2 separate regions of the Arabidopsis thaliana genome follow, and region 2 is linked to region 1. A link is a contact called in public capture Hi-C data. All regions are on one chromosome and are shown on one strand. The core of a region is the stretch at or near the end of the contact, and the rest is flanking DNA. Distances in the headings are between cores, read along the strand shown. Region 1 holds the start of AT2G15695 (peptide methionine sulfoxide reductase (Protein of unknown function DUF829, transmembrane 53)). Region 2 holds the start of AT2G15980 (Tetratricopeptide repeat (TPR)-like superfamily protein).

Region 1 (2,632 bases), core at 61-2,560:
CCTCAACCCGAGCGTTACTACTCATCTTTTAAAACTTCTTGTAACCCCTGATCTGAAACTCCTTAGCTGAAACTCCTTAACAACCCTATACAAGCCTGGAGCTCTGATACCACTTGTGGAGAAAAGAGTGATAGAGATTGCTTGGTAAAGAAATAAACAGACACAGAAAATTGATAACCGAGTTCACGGCCTCAACCGCTACGTCTCGGGGGAGATGTCTTGCTCCCAAGCTTCACTATATCAAAGGGATTACAAACACACCACTAACTTGTGATGTTGTCTTTTGGTTTTTACAGATTTACACTCAAGAAGAACAAAAATTCAAAAACAACAAAGAGGAAGAAGAAAGGTTGCTTTAGAAGCTCTTTTATCTCTCTTCTCTATAACTCTCTTTAGATTCTTTTTTCACCTACCTCCACTATACGTCGCACGTTGTAATGCATTTATAGGTGACGTAAATGGGGCACAGACTTTTGCCCACACTTTTGTTCTTCTTCACCTTGCCAATTTCGTTGGCCTATTAAGGCCCAATAATTGTATTATGTCAAATCCAAACAACAAGTTTGCTTTTGTTAGATCATCTTGAAAAATGTGAGGCTTCTATGTGTTGCACAATATTGTGAAGTTTTTGAAGAACATCATTGACAGAAAAAAAAAGTAAGAGGATCATATCCATTATAAATGAAATTGTGTGGATCATGCGAGAAGGAAATTGATTAATTTGTATAAACGATATGAACGGGTCATTACAATTGTATATAATTAACAAAATTTAAGTTGACTGGGACTCTAATATTCTATAAATATTTAGGGAATTTTAGACATTCCTCTTTGTACGAATGAATGTTGTATCTAAAAAAATTGTCCTCGATCAAAAGTATATATATGTAGATAGAATCATATAACCGGACCAGTTTTTATGTTTGAAAATCAGTGTCTTTGGGTGAAATCTACTGATTTAAAAAATTGCTGCGGTAAATTTATCATGATAGTCAAACAATTTAACCTACCACGACAAATTACATTTTCACGAAAGAACATGTAATCAGTTGGAGATGTGACATAGAAAGAGTCTATCTAAGCCATGCGTCGTATATTTTACGAGTTAAACGAGCATCAACTTGAACCTATCGTTGTTAAATTGGACTTTGTTAATCTCCATACTCCAATTTTGGAGGAATGATAGGAACCCTTTATATTAAAAAAAAGAGACCTTTTGCATTTCTTACAGAAGTCGTGGATGAAGCAAACATGTCTTGTTTATAGTATTTGACCATTACTTACACGGTAAACTAATGACGTGGCAAACAAACAACGTCGTTAAAAAAAAAGGCGCATTATAACCGAAATAACTAAACTACGCCAAGAGGTAAAATTAAACACAAGGATCTGACGTGGGTGATGATAACAACCACGGACCCGTATCCCAAAGATCTCATCTTTCGTCGAGTGGTTCATAACCAAAATCAAAACTTGAGTGAATCATAATCGTCGTCTCGTCGCCGGAGAAAATGATCGGCGGTGGTAGGGTTTATTGGGGGAAGAAGTTAGATAAAGAGATGGAAGATGCGGCGGTTGTTGACGGTGGTGGATCTAACGGTGTTGTTGTGATCTTTGTTTGGAGCTCGATTAACGAGAACCAGCTTATGAATTTCGTTGATCTTTATTCTTCTCTTGGTTGGAATTCTCTTGTTTGCCGCGCTGATTTTCTCACCGCGTAAGTTCGTTCTCTTGTTCTCTCTATCTCTCTGAGTATATTTTCCGGCGAACTAGCTAATTTCTGAGAATTTTCCGATGATCAATGGTTTTGTGTAGCTTAGTATTTGTAAATGAGCATTTAGCAGAAAAAATCTTTTGGTTCCTTGTGATTTTTTCTGTAAATGTCGTTTTTGTGAATTCTTATCAATCAAAATTGTAAAGAAATCTAAAAGATTCCGTTTAGATATTCTTTGAGAATCTCTAAAAGTAGTTTTGATTATTTGTCTATGTTTTTCAGGGTTTATCCTGAAATGGCTCTTTCTTTAGCATTCCATCTTCTTTCTGAACTTGTTGAGGTAAGGTTTTATGGTCAGGAATGTGATGAGTTCTTTTTTTAGATTGGTACATGTTTATGTTAAATGATTCTCTCTTTTTTGGTTTTGGTGTGTTACTTAATGTTGCTATTGTTGTTATTGTTCAGGAGTTAAAGAGTAGACCATGTCCTGTTATCTTTCTAGCTTTCTCTGGTGCTCCTAAAGCTTGTATGTATAAAGTTCTACAGGTAAGCTTAAAAGGATTCAACTTCCAGCTACTTTGTGGTCATTTTGTGCTGTTTTTTATGTTTCTGTTTCAATGGGTATCTAAAAGTATGTTAAACAATGCAGGTGATCATGGATGATTGTGAAGCTCAAATTCATCCGGTGAGAATTGTCTCCTATACAGTTTTATTTGAAGTCATCAAATGCTGCTTTTATGTTGTTTCTCTCTTGATTTAGTTTTGACTCATTGATTGTTTTCTAATTTTGTGAAGGATGATAGCCAGTTGGTTAGAACCTGTCTTTCTGGACATGTCTATGACTCTGGCCCGTTGGATTTTACGAGTGATTTGAATGTGAAATTCGCACTACATCCCACCATACGACGAATGTCTGGT
Region 2 (2,632 bases), core at 38-2,537, 120 kb before region 1:
CTGATTTTCTCATTCAATCACATAATGTGTAATGTACATGTATTTATACTATAGCTATACAATTGATTTAAGTTAACCAGCTAAACCGGTATCTAATCTGATAAGCACCTTCATCAGCAGTATCTAGAAGAGATATTTATTATTAAAATAATATAAAGCAGTGAAAAAGAGGAGAGAGAAGTGAGAATCGTCTCTGTGTTTTTTCAGGAATTGTTGATTTTATTTTTTAATTAAAATTTAATACTTTATCTGAATTTGATTAAAATAAATAAAATTTTATTCATGAGAAACTCTTTTTGAGAATCAACGATGTAGATGGCCTAAGTTTATTAAATATTTACCTTTTACTAAAATACGAAGGTTTAAAAACCTATAAAGAAAAAGTTAAAATTTAAAAAATATTTTTAAGAAAGGTGAGATTTTTATTTTTTAAAAAATTGAATGTAAAATTGTATTAAACCAAAAAATGTTTTTACAATGAATGCATCTGTTTTTGAATTATATTTTTGAAAGAATCTTGAAGTGATAAAAAAAACTTGATGACTGCCTTACGGAATGGAGCTGAGGGTGAGCCACTCCATCCGTCCGTAGTCGTAGTTTCTGTCCATTGTTTCACGTATTGAGTTGAGTCGATTTCTATGTTCTTGTCGATGAGCTTGAGTAGCCGGTTGTGAGTTGATTTTATTTCCCCATGTCGCCTTGCGTTTCTTTCCCTCCAAATGCGGTAAATCGTCGATTGGAAGACATACCTTAGGAGGAAGAGTTTAATCGGAGGTAAGAGTTAAGTTATGTAGAGAAGAGAGAACCTAATTCTAATTGGTGTGGAAGTCAATCCCACAAAATTTATGCGTAAGAAAAGCCATATTTACGATGAGTATCAAAAAGAGAAGAAGAGGTGATTTTTTCTCTCTTCAACATTATAACAAAAAACATTGTCTATCTATTAGAAATGTGGCCTAACTTAACCCAAAAGCTAGCTCAAGAGTTAAGAATTGTGACATCGTTTATATAATACTTAAAAATCTTAATCCCAAACAATGTGAAAAATTCTGATACTATCCGATCATGTATCAACCATGCAAAGAAAGAGAGTACTCGGGAGTTGCATAAGAGAACCATATATATGTCTTTGGGCCAATAACCCCACGTATATGTTTCTTTCAGTTCATAGTTAGCTAAGTTTATGCAGGAATCGGCTGTTTTGTCAGATTTTTTTACCCAGTTTTTCTCCAAACCAGAGTATAAAACTGTGAGAGTTCAACTCGAAAGTAAAAGAAACTTTTAAAATGTCAACTTCAATACTAAGACGGATACTCGACCCGACCCGGAAACCCAAACCCGATGCAATCCTCTCAATCTCTCTCCTCACTACCGTCTCTTCTCCGCCGTCTCCGCCATCAGATCCTCTAATTTCCGACGCCGTCTCAATCCTAACACACCACCGCTCCAAATCCCGTTGGTCCACTCTCCGATCACTCCAGCCTTCAGGCTTCACACCTTCTCAATTCTCCGAAATCACTCTCTGCCTCCGCAACAATCCTCACCTCTCTCTCCGTTTCTTCCTCTTCACTCGCCGTTACTCTCTCTGCTCTCACGACACACACTCCTGCTCAACTCTCATCCACATCCTCTCTCGATCTCGTCTCAAAAGCCACGCTAGTGAAATCATACGTCTCGCTCTCCGTCTCGCCGCCACCGACGAAGACGAAGACAGAGTCTTGAAAGTGTTCCGTTCGTTGATTAAGAGTTATAATCGATGTGGCTCTGCTCCGTTTGTATTCGATTTGTTGATAAAATCTTGTCTTGATTCGAAAGAGATTGATGGAGCTGTGATGGTTATGAGAAAGTTAAGGTCTAGAGGAATCAATGCACAGATTAGTACTTGTAATGCTTTGATCACAGAGGTTTCTAGGCGTAGAGGTGCTTCTAATGGATATAAGATGTATAGAGAAGTTTTTGGTTTAGATGATGTTAGTGTTGATGAAGCTAAAAAGATGATAGGTAAGATTAAGCCAAATGCGACCACTTTTAATTCGATGATGGTGAGTTTTTATAGAGAAGGTGAGACTGAGATGGTGGAGAGGATATGGAGAGAAATGGAGGAGGAAGTTGGATGTTCTCCGAATGTTTATAGCTATAATGTTTTGATGGAGGCGTATTGTGCGCGAGGTTTGATGAGTGAAGCGGAGAAGGTATGGGAAGAGATGAAGGTGAGAGGAGTGGTTTATGATATTGTGGCTTATAACACTATGATTGGTGGGCTTTGTAGTAACTTTGAAGTTGTGAAAGCGAAGGAGCTTTTTCGAGATATGGGGTTGAAGGGGATTGAGTGTACTTGTTTGACGTATGAGCATCTTGTTAACGGGTATTGTAAAGCGGGGGATGTTGATTCGGGTTTGGTTGTTTATAGGGAGATGAAAAGGAAAGGTTTTGAGGCAGATGGTTTAACAATTGAAGCGTTAGTTGAAGGGCTATGTGATGATAGGGATGGACAGAGAGTTGTTGAAGCTGCGGATATCGTGAAGGATGCGGTGAGAGAAGCAATGTTTTATCCTAGTCGGAATTGTTATGAGTTGTTGGTAAAGAGGTTGTGTGAAGATGGGAAGATGGATAGAGCATTGAACATTCAGGC

The links. Capture Hi-C pulls out chosen DNA fragments and counts their contacts.
Region 2: a contact with region 1 is called in a capture Hi-C map of seedling, with 2.1 times the contacts expected there. The contact joins the promoter of AT2G15980 here to the promoter of AT2G15695 in region 1. A contact is called at or near these places in 1 of 26 Hi-C or Micro-C datasets (root) and 1 of 3 other capture datasets (seedling).

The regions. Positions count from the first base shown.
Region 1 is chr2:6,835,216-6,837,847 of TAIR10.1, reverse strand. AT2G15695 (peptide methionine sulfoxide reductase (Protein of unknown function DUF829, transmembrane 53)) reads left to right here and starts at 1,310. Exons shown (of 7, transcript NM_127131.5): 1 at 1,310-1,717; 2 at 1,997-2,054; 3 at 2,180-2,260; 4 at 2,364-2,399; 5 at 2,510-2,632. The coding sequence starts at 1,512. It also overlaps the pseudogene AT2G15700.
Region 2 is chr2:6,951,500-6,954,131 of TAIR10.1, reverse strand. AT2G15980 (Tetratricopeptide repeat (TPR)-like superfamily protein) reads left to right here and starts at 1,287. Exons shown (of 1, transcript NM_127157.1): 1 at 1,287-2,632. The coding sequence starts at 1,287. It also overlaps the pseudogene AT2G15990.